Linked DNA regions of Muntiacus reevesi: region 1 is linked to region 2. Evidence: chromatin contacts called from public Hi-C data. All regions are on one chromosome and are shown on one strand. Each heading gives the region's core, a stretch centred on a gene start, on an enhancer-like site or on the middle of the called end of the contact. The rest is flanking DNA. Distances are from core to core; before and after follow the strand shown. Region 1 holds the start of RAB28 (RAB28, member RAS oncogene family). Region 2 holds the start of BOD1L1 (biorientation of chromosomes in cell division 1 like 1).

Region 1 (3,733 bases), core at 273-2,772, 130 kb after region 2:
TCTAATGATATCAAGGAGGGTGATACCCATTAGTACTGAGTGCTTATTATATGCCAGCCATTGTACTATGTTTCTTTGCAGTGGTTACTTTAATTCTTGACCCTATGAAAAAGGTGGTGCCTCTCTTTTATAGATAAGGAAATTGAGGTTCAAGGTCACACCTATAGTGAGTGAGGGTCTGTGATTAGAACTTCAGTTCCGCTGACAGCATGAGTAATTCCTTACTCTTTACTGCTTTCCCATTTGAATTCCCATATTCTTTGAGAACTACTGCCTCTGAGCTAAGCTTTTTATGACTTAAGCTTCCTATTCTGTAAAATGAGATAATTCTACCTAATTTATAGGGCTCCCATGAGAAGTGAACGTGATAATCCATGAAAAGTAATTAACAAGGAGACACAGTAGGCTGGCATTAATATTGTGTAATTTATCTGACTATGTTGAAATGCTCAAATATGTTTTTTACCTACCCTACTGGACTGCGAACATCCAGAATAGTTCTCAAAATTTTGGGGTTCAAGGGCTCCATTTATACTCTTAAGAATTATTGTGGACCCCCCAAAGAGTTTTTATTTTAAGTTATAACTCTCATTATTGCATTCAAATGGATACCGAGAAACGTTTGCCCCTTTAGCTCTCAGTGGTGATGCCATACACATTATGCAACCTCTGGAAAACTTCTAGGTATATTTGTGAGCACATGAACGTGAAAAAGGAAAGAAAAAGGAATCATGAGGAAAGTAGTTCTGACTTTATTGGGACCTCACAGGGTACCCGGACCACACTTTGAGAACTGCGGTTCCAGCTTAAGCACTTCGTGAAGGAACCATCGGATCCCGCCGTTTGGCTAAGAAAACACAGGGTCTGAGAGGAGTAAAAAACGAGAAGGCAGCGCCAAGCCGACATTTCACTCTCGCAGCATCGCCCCGCGGCAGGTACACTTTCTTAACCATCGCTTGTTCCTCGGCGGCACCGCAGTTCTTACCGGCGCGCGACCCCGACGACTCACCCGGCTCCGCGGCCCCTCCTCCTCTGCGCGCGCTCCTCCTGGCAACCGGCGTCCCGGGCGCCCAGAGACAGGCCCCGCCCCGCCGCCTCGTTTCCGGGTCCGGGCTCCCATGGCAACCGCGGATCGCAGCCTCGGTGTCACCCCGCCCACCCGCCTAGTCAGGCTAAACCATTCATTTCAGGGATCGCCACCGGGGGAGATGATGGAAACAAGGGGATTTCACAGACCGTCTATGCGCTACTCTGCTCCTGCTTTTTCTATGTAGTTTAAATTATACTCTTTTTTTTTTCTTTTCATCTCGCTAACGGTCCCTGCGAGGGATAGTGCCTCGTCTTGCCTGCCCGGTTCGAAGGCCCCCTCGGCCCAGGCCGGCACTTGGGCGGGCCCGCCAGGGAGGCTCGCGGTCTGCGCGGCTTGGCGCAGAGGCGGGGCCGCGTGCCTGACGTAGCGCGCGGTGGGGGCGGGACTGTGCGCCTGACGTAGCGCGGTGGGGGGTGGGGCCGGGCTCAAGGGGCGGGGCGGCGGGCAAGATGGCGTTCGGCGAGTGATCTCCCCGGCTACCTCCATCTGCCTCTGAGACACCGAGTCCTGTCCCCGCTGCCGGCCTTCCTCCTCTCCCCCGCCCCCCGGAGATCCCTCTTTCCCTTCCTCCTCCTATTTCGCGGGGGTGGGGTCGGTGGGAGGGAGGGGAGGCGGGCCTCGTTCCTGGGACACCATGTCGGACTCTGAGGAGGAGAGCCTGGAACGGCAACTGAAAATCGTCGTGCTGGGGGACGGCACCTCCGGGAAGGTCAGTCCTCTGCTGCGCCTGCCGTGCCAGGCCTGCAAGGAATCCCGGCGCGGCCCCGGCGCCCTTCAAACCTCCTCCTCCTCCCCGTCCCCCCGGGCGTCGCCTTATTTCCGCGAGTGCCGGGGCGTCTGGGCTCAGGCCCGCCAGGAGGTGGCTTGGGGCCCGACACAAATTAGATGCTTGAAGTCCGACGAGAGCTGTCCAGCTCCCTTAGGAAAAAAAAGAAGTCATTTCCTAATCCCTGCCTGGATCGCGAACTCCTACTTCTCTTCAAGACCTGAGCCAGCATCGCCTCCCTGGGAAGCTTTCCAGCTTCTCGCCTCTGAGGACTAGCAAGGATCTGCCAAAACATCTTACCTGTTTTTCCTTTAGTCCAGGTCACACTTTGCGCCTTCCCCCCATCCCATTTACCGTTTCTGATGCCTCCGCTGCACTGGGAGCTCCCAAGAACTTGATTCTTGAATCAGACTCCCTGGGTGAGAGAATTCGGGCTCCCATCTCTTGGGTCACTAGAGGGCAAATTGCTATCCCTATTTGTGCTTCATCTGTAGGCTGGGTATGTTGATAGGGGTCGCTTCGGAGGGGTGAAGTGTGCGAATCCACAGGGAATGTAAACATCTACATGCAGCTTGCAGCACACGAAGTGCACGCAGTAAACGTTAGTTGCTGTCTTAGAGCACCACACCTGGTCATCTCTGTTCCCCAGCACAGCACCTGTTAACACAAACATTCATTCAAAAAATATCACTTGAGCTCCTCTTGTGGCCTGGGTGCTGAGGGCAGGGCTGTTGGCATGACAGATGGATGGCATCTTTGCCTTAAAATCTGTCCTGTGATGACAGTTGATTGAATAAAGTGAGTGCGAGAGCCAAGTCCCCTTTACCTCCGAGGCAGGGGTCTTTAACCCAGGGTTGTGGAGCTCCTGAAATGGAGTAAACATTGCCCGGTCCTTGCTCTTTGAAGACCATCCGTAAGATCTTGAAGGATTCTGGATCCGCCCCGCCCCCCAAATAAAGAGCAGAGCCTCTGCCCAGGGAACCTTCACACCTGTCGCTTCTGTCAGTGGCGCCAACGCTGTCTCCGGTCATACTGCTAAAGTTTGTCTCCTTTCTTCTCCCGTCCCTTTTCCCAAGCAGAGGCTCCAGAAACGCAGGTTTATTATTGTTACCAGTGTTCCGTTTTCCACTCGATGTTTCCGTGTGCCTGGTGTAGTTTGGATGCTGGTTTCTGTGGTAACCACTGCTCAGTACGTCTTCCCTTGGCAGTGGCCACTGCACAGCTGTTCGCCTCTTTCGTGCTGAGATTTCAGTTCCTAGGGAAAGGTGTCATTCATAGGCAGAGTTTGGAGACTTCTGTTCATTTCTTTCTTGCCATCCGTGATGCTTTGTTACTGATTTTTAATCTTGAGAAACAATTCAATATGCTCTGATTACTGTTAAACATTTTGAGGAAGAAAAGAACTTAGGATCACTTTTCTTGGTCAAGTATTAATTATATTACTTTTTGTAAGTTAACAACAAGTTTTTGAGTGGATGAATTGTTTTAAATAAGTCAACATTGTTTCTAACACACTCAATAAAAACTTTAAGTTCTATTTTTATAGTTTTTCTCATCTGTATTTTCTTTTGAATGCCTTCTAATTTTTCACTTACTAAATTTTTTTTATCGTCAACTCATAAAAGTTTATTTCCTGTTTAAAATGATATGACTATAATACTAATACACCTCAAAAAAAGACAAAAATTGTCCATTATCCTATATTCTATCATAATTCTTTAAATTTTTGTTAATTTTTTCTCCCATTACTTATCTGTTATCATGGATGTATTTCTTAATTGAAATTTCTTCATAACTTTCTATCTAGGTTTTTCATCTAGCCTGTCATGTATTGTCCTCTTTTTGCTAATTTAGTGTGAATAATTATGACTTTTCAT
Region 2 (3,477 bases), core at 259-2,758:
GGGGGTCTCCAAAATCACTGCAAATGGTGTCTGCAGCCATGAAATTGTTAAGACACTTACTCCTTGGAAGGAAAGTTATGACCAACATAGACAGCATATTAAAAAGCAGAGATATTACTTTGTCAACAAAGGTCCATTGAGGCTATGGTTTTTCCAGAAGTCATATACGGATGTGAGTTGGACTATAAAGAAAGCTGAGCACTGAAGAATTGATGCTTTTGAACTGTGGTGTTGGAGAAGACTCTTGAGAGTCCCATGGACTGCAAGGAGATGCAACCAGTCTATCCTAAAGATCAGTACGGGGTGTTCATTGGAAGGACTGATGCTGAAGCTGCAACTCCAATACTTTGGCCACCTGATGAGAAGGAAAATGCAACCCACTCCAGTACTCTTGACTGGAAAATCCCATGGACAGAGGAGCGTGGTAGGCTACAGTCCATGGGGTCGCAAAGAATCGGACACGACTGAGCGACTTCACTTTCACGTTGATGAGAAGAAATGACTCATTTTAAAAGATCCTGATGCTGGGGAAAATTGAAGGCGGGAGGAGAAGGGGACGACACTGGATGAGATGGTTGGACAGTATCACCGACTTGATGGATATGAGTTTGCGTAAACTCCAGGAGTTGGTGATGGACAGGGAGGCCTGGCGTGCTGCCGTTCAAGGGGTCGCAAATAGTCGGACACGACTGAGCAATTGAACTGAACTGAGAGCTAGTTTAGCGCTCTTCCGAACACTGGAAGAATTCATGCATCTAAACTAAATGCCACGCCTAGCACCTAGCGACAGTGCTTTATAAGTATTACCATATGATCAAACTAATCAAAAGCAACACCCTGAAAGCTGAAAGCCGGGGCGGGGGGGGAGTCCTGTCTTCCCGCGTGGCAAGGAGACGCTGGAGGAATCGGATTCCTGGCCACAGACGCAACGGAGGATGCTTCAGGGAAAAAAGGGATGGGGCGGGCAGCAGAGAGATCACAGACTGAGAACGAGGAAGTCTGGGAGAGTTAAGAGTAAGCAGTTCTACCCACGCGTTTGCACGGGAATGTCTACGGATCTCAACCGCTCTGGGAAACAGGAACAAGAGCGTCAGGCCTAAACGCCATCGCGGCTCGAACCCGGCCTACGTTTCGCTCCCCGGCCCCGGCCGGCCCGGCCCCGCGTGCCGCCGCTCAGCCGGCCCTCGGGCCCCGGGGTGTTGCGCCAGTCGAAAGCCCGACGGCCCAGGACTCCAAAGCCAGGCCCCCGATGACCGCCCGCCGCTCGCTGCCGGCGCAGCCGGGTTTCAGGCCGCCGCCTCCCACCTAGCCCAGCCTCGCGAGGGCGCCCGTGCTCCGCGAAAACCGGAACTGGCCCCTCGCGGCCGCCGTAGACGCACCTCTGTTGCTTTTGTCACCGCTTTTTTTTAAATTCCTTCCTCCTTCCTCCCCCCGCACCCCCCCCCCCGTTCCCCGTAGTTCCCTTTCACTTCCGGGGTCGCTCTGGATCCGCTGGTTCCGTAACAACATCCCGTTGGCTTCCCTCAGGCGGCGGGACCGGTGCAACCGCCGCCTCCCAGGAGCGCCGCCCGCCCGGGGCTCACTGCGCTCCTCCCCGGGCCCAGGCCGCCATGGCCACCAACCCGCAGCCGCAGCCACCTCCTCCCGCGCCGCCGCCTCCCCCGCCGCAGCCGCAGCCGCCGCCGCCGCCGCCCGGCCCCGGGGCTGGCTCGGGCGCGGGCGGGGCCGGGGGTGCGGGCGCCGGCGCCGGGGACCCGCAGCTCGTGGCCATGATCGTGAACCACCTCAAGAGCCAGGGGCTTTTCGACCAGTTCCGCCGGGACTGCCTGGCCGACGTGGACACCAAGGTGCGGGGTGCGCGGGGGAGCTGCGGGCGCGCGGGGACCGGGGACGACCCCACGGGCCGCCACCTTGCCGGGCAGGCCGTCGGTGGCCCGCCATCGGTCGGTGGGCCGGCGGCTGCCTCGCGTCCCCAGCCCCGGGGCCCGCTCTGGAGCGCGCCGCCTGCCCACCCCGGAGTTCCCTGCGCGGCCGCTTCCTCTCGGAGGGGCCGATTCGTGCCCGGCGCTGTGGGGCTCGCTGTGTTCATTCATTCGCTCAGCCTTTCGTTGCTTTAACAGACTAGCGTTAAGCATCTCCTACGTGCCAGGCACTGCTTAGGTGCTGGGGATATAGGGGTGAGCCCCACCGAGTTACTGGTCTTTGGGAGACTCGTCCGCATTAAGGCTAACGGCGCTCTCATCTCTGATTTCCACTCACCGCTCCCCACCCCTGGTTTACTTTGCGTCCCAAGTTATTTTTGCCTCCTTTCTTGAAGATTGCTGGTAAGGGTCAGGTCTTTGTCCTTCGGAGAAAGCGCAAACTGGTAATGAATCGAATTGTTTGCAGTGTTGCAATGCTGAACTTGGTGAGGGGCGCAGAGCTGGTCGATGGAAAGGTAGGGTACGGGGGGGGGGGGGGGGGCTTCTCTTTCCCCCAGGGACTCTGATTTAATCCCTCAGGTCAAGTCATGTCTCAAGGGAGAAGGGAGGAGGGGTTAGAGGGGAGGGGTAGAGGGAACGGAGGAAAGGACGGAGGAGAGGTGACGGCAAATACTGAAGTGGAAGAAGGACTGGACAGAAGAGTGAGTTAGGAAGAGTAAGGGGTATAGGGGAAGAGTTCCCTGTATAAAAATAGCGGGGCTGGGAAGGGAAAGGGAGTTTGTACCAAGGGTCAAAGTGAAAGGGGGATTAGCAGGAGCGGGTCATCCTGAGTGGTTCTGCAAAGGCTGAGTAGAGAAAACGGGAAGGTGCATTCAGTAGATGGATGGAAACCCAGTAGGTCTAGAAGCAAGTGAAGCAGGAAGCTTTGGTTGGAACCAGTTGGGGGAAAACTTTTTTTTTTTTTAACTTAAATCTAGTTTGGTTCATTGGTTCAGAGTTTCGATGGGGTCAGGGTTTTCACATAGCATGTTCAGCTCTTCTAAAGAAGCGTATTTCTTTGAGGAAAGGGCTTTGAGGTGAAGCACACACCATTCCCTCATCGCCTCTAGGGAAACCTTTCTGACAGTCTGGGGACATCTTCCCTTTTAAGAACTCTGGCCCACCTTGTAGACCAGAAATAGAATGTGCCTTTTGTGGGTGTTGGAGTTTCTGGACCACATGAAATTCAATTTTCTTGGGGATATTTATGTAGAATAGTATGTGGTTTTCTCACTTCATTTTAGGGAATATGCACAACTGCCTGTTTGAAAATGATGCCAGTTGACTTTCTTCCTCCCTCTCCCTTCCTTCCATCCTTTTTTTTTTTTCCATAGGACATGGGGAAGTAAATGTTACCCAACTGTCAATAAGTAAAGCTGTTTTTTTTTTTTTAATTTGGCAAGTAGAGATTTCACTTTGCTGTCCTTAGAAACCTACAAATCCGTGTGTCATCATTGTGTATGCAGATTGAAAATTCAAATACATCAGCAGTTGGGGGGTGGGGAGCTACAGTATT

The links. A called contact is a pair of places that touch in the nucleus more often than the background predicts.
Region 1: a contact with region 2 is called in a Hi-C map of blood, with 5 times the contacts expected there. The contact joins the promoter of RAB28 here to the promoter of BOD1L1 in region 2. A contact is called at or near these places in 2 of 3 Hi-C or Micro-C datasets (blood and muscle).

Annotation. Positions count from the first base shown.
Region 1 is chr22:8,459,491-8,463,223 of mMunRee1.1, forward strand. It overlaps RAB28 (RAB28, member RAS oncogene family), which reads left to right and starts at 1,523. Exons shown (of 8, transcript XM_065914325.1): 1 at 1,523-1,799. The coding sequence starts at 1,725.
Region 2 is chr22:8,329,869-8,333,345 of mMunRee1.1, forward strand. It overlaps BOD1L1 (biorientation of chromosomes in cell division 1 like 1), which reads left to right and starts at 1,509. Exons shown (of 26, transcript XM_065913886.1): 1 at 1,509-1,847. The coding sequence starts at 1,611.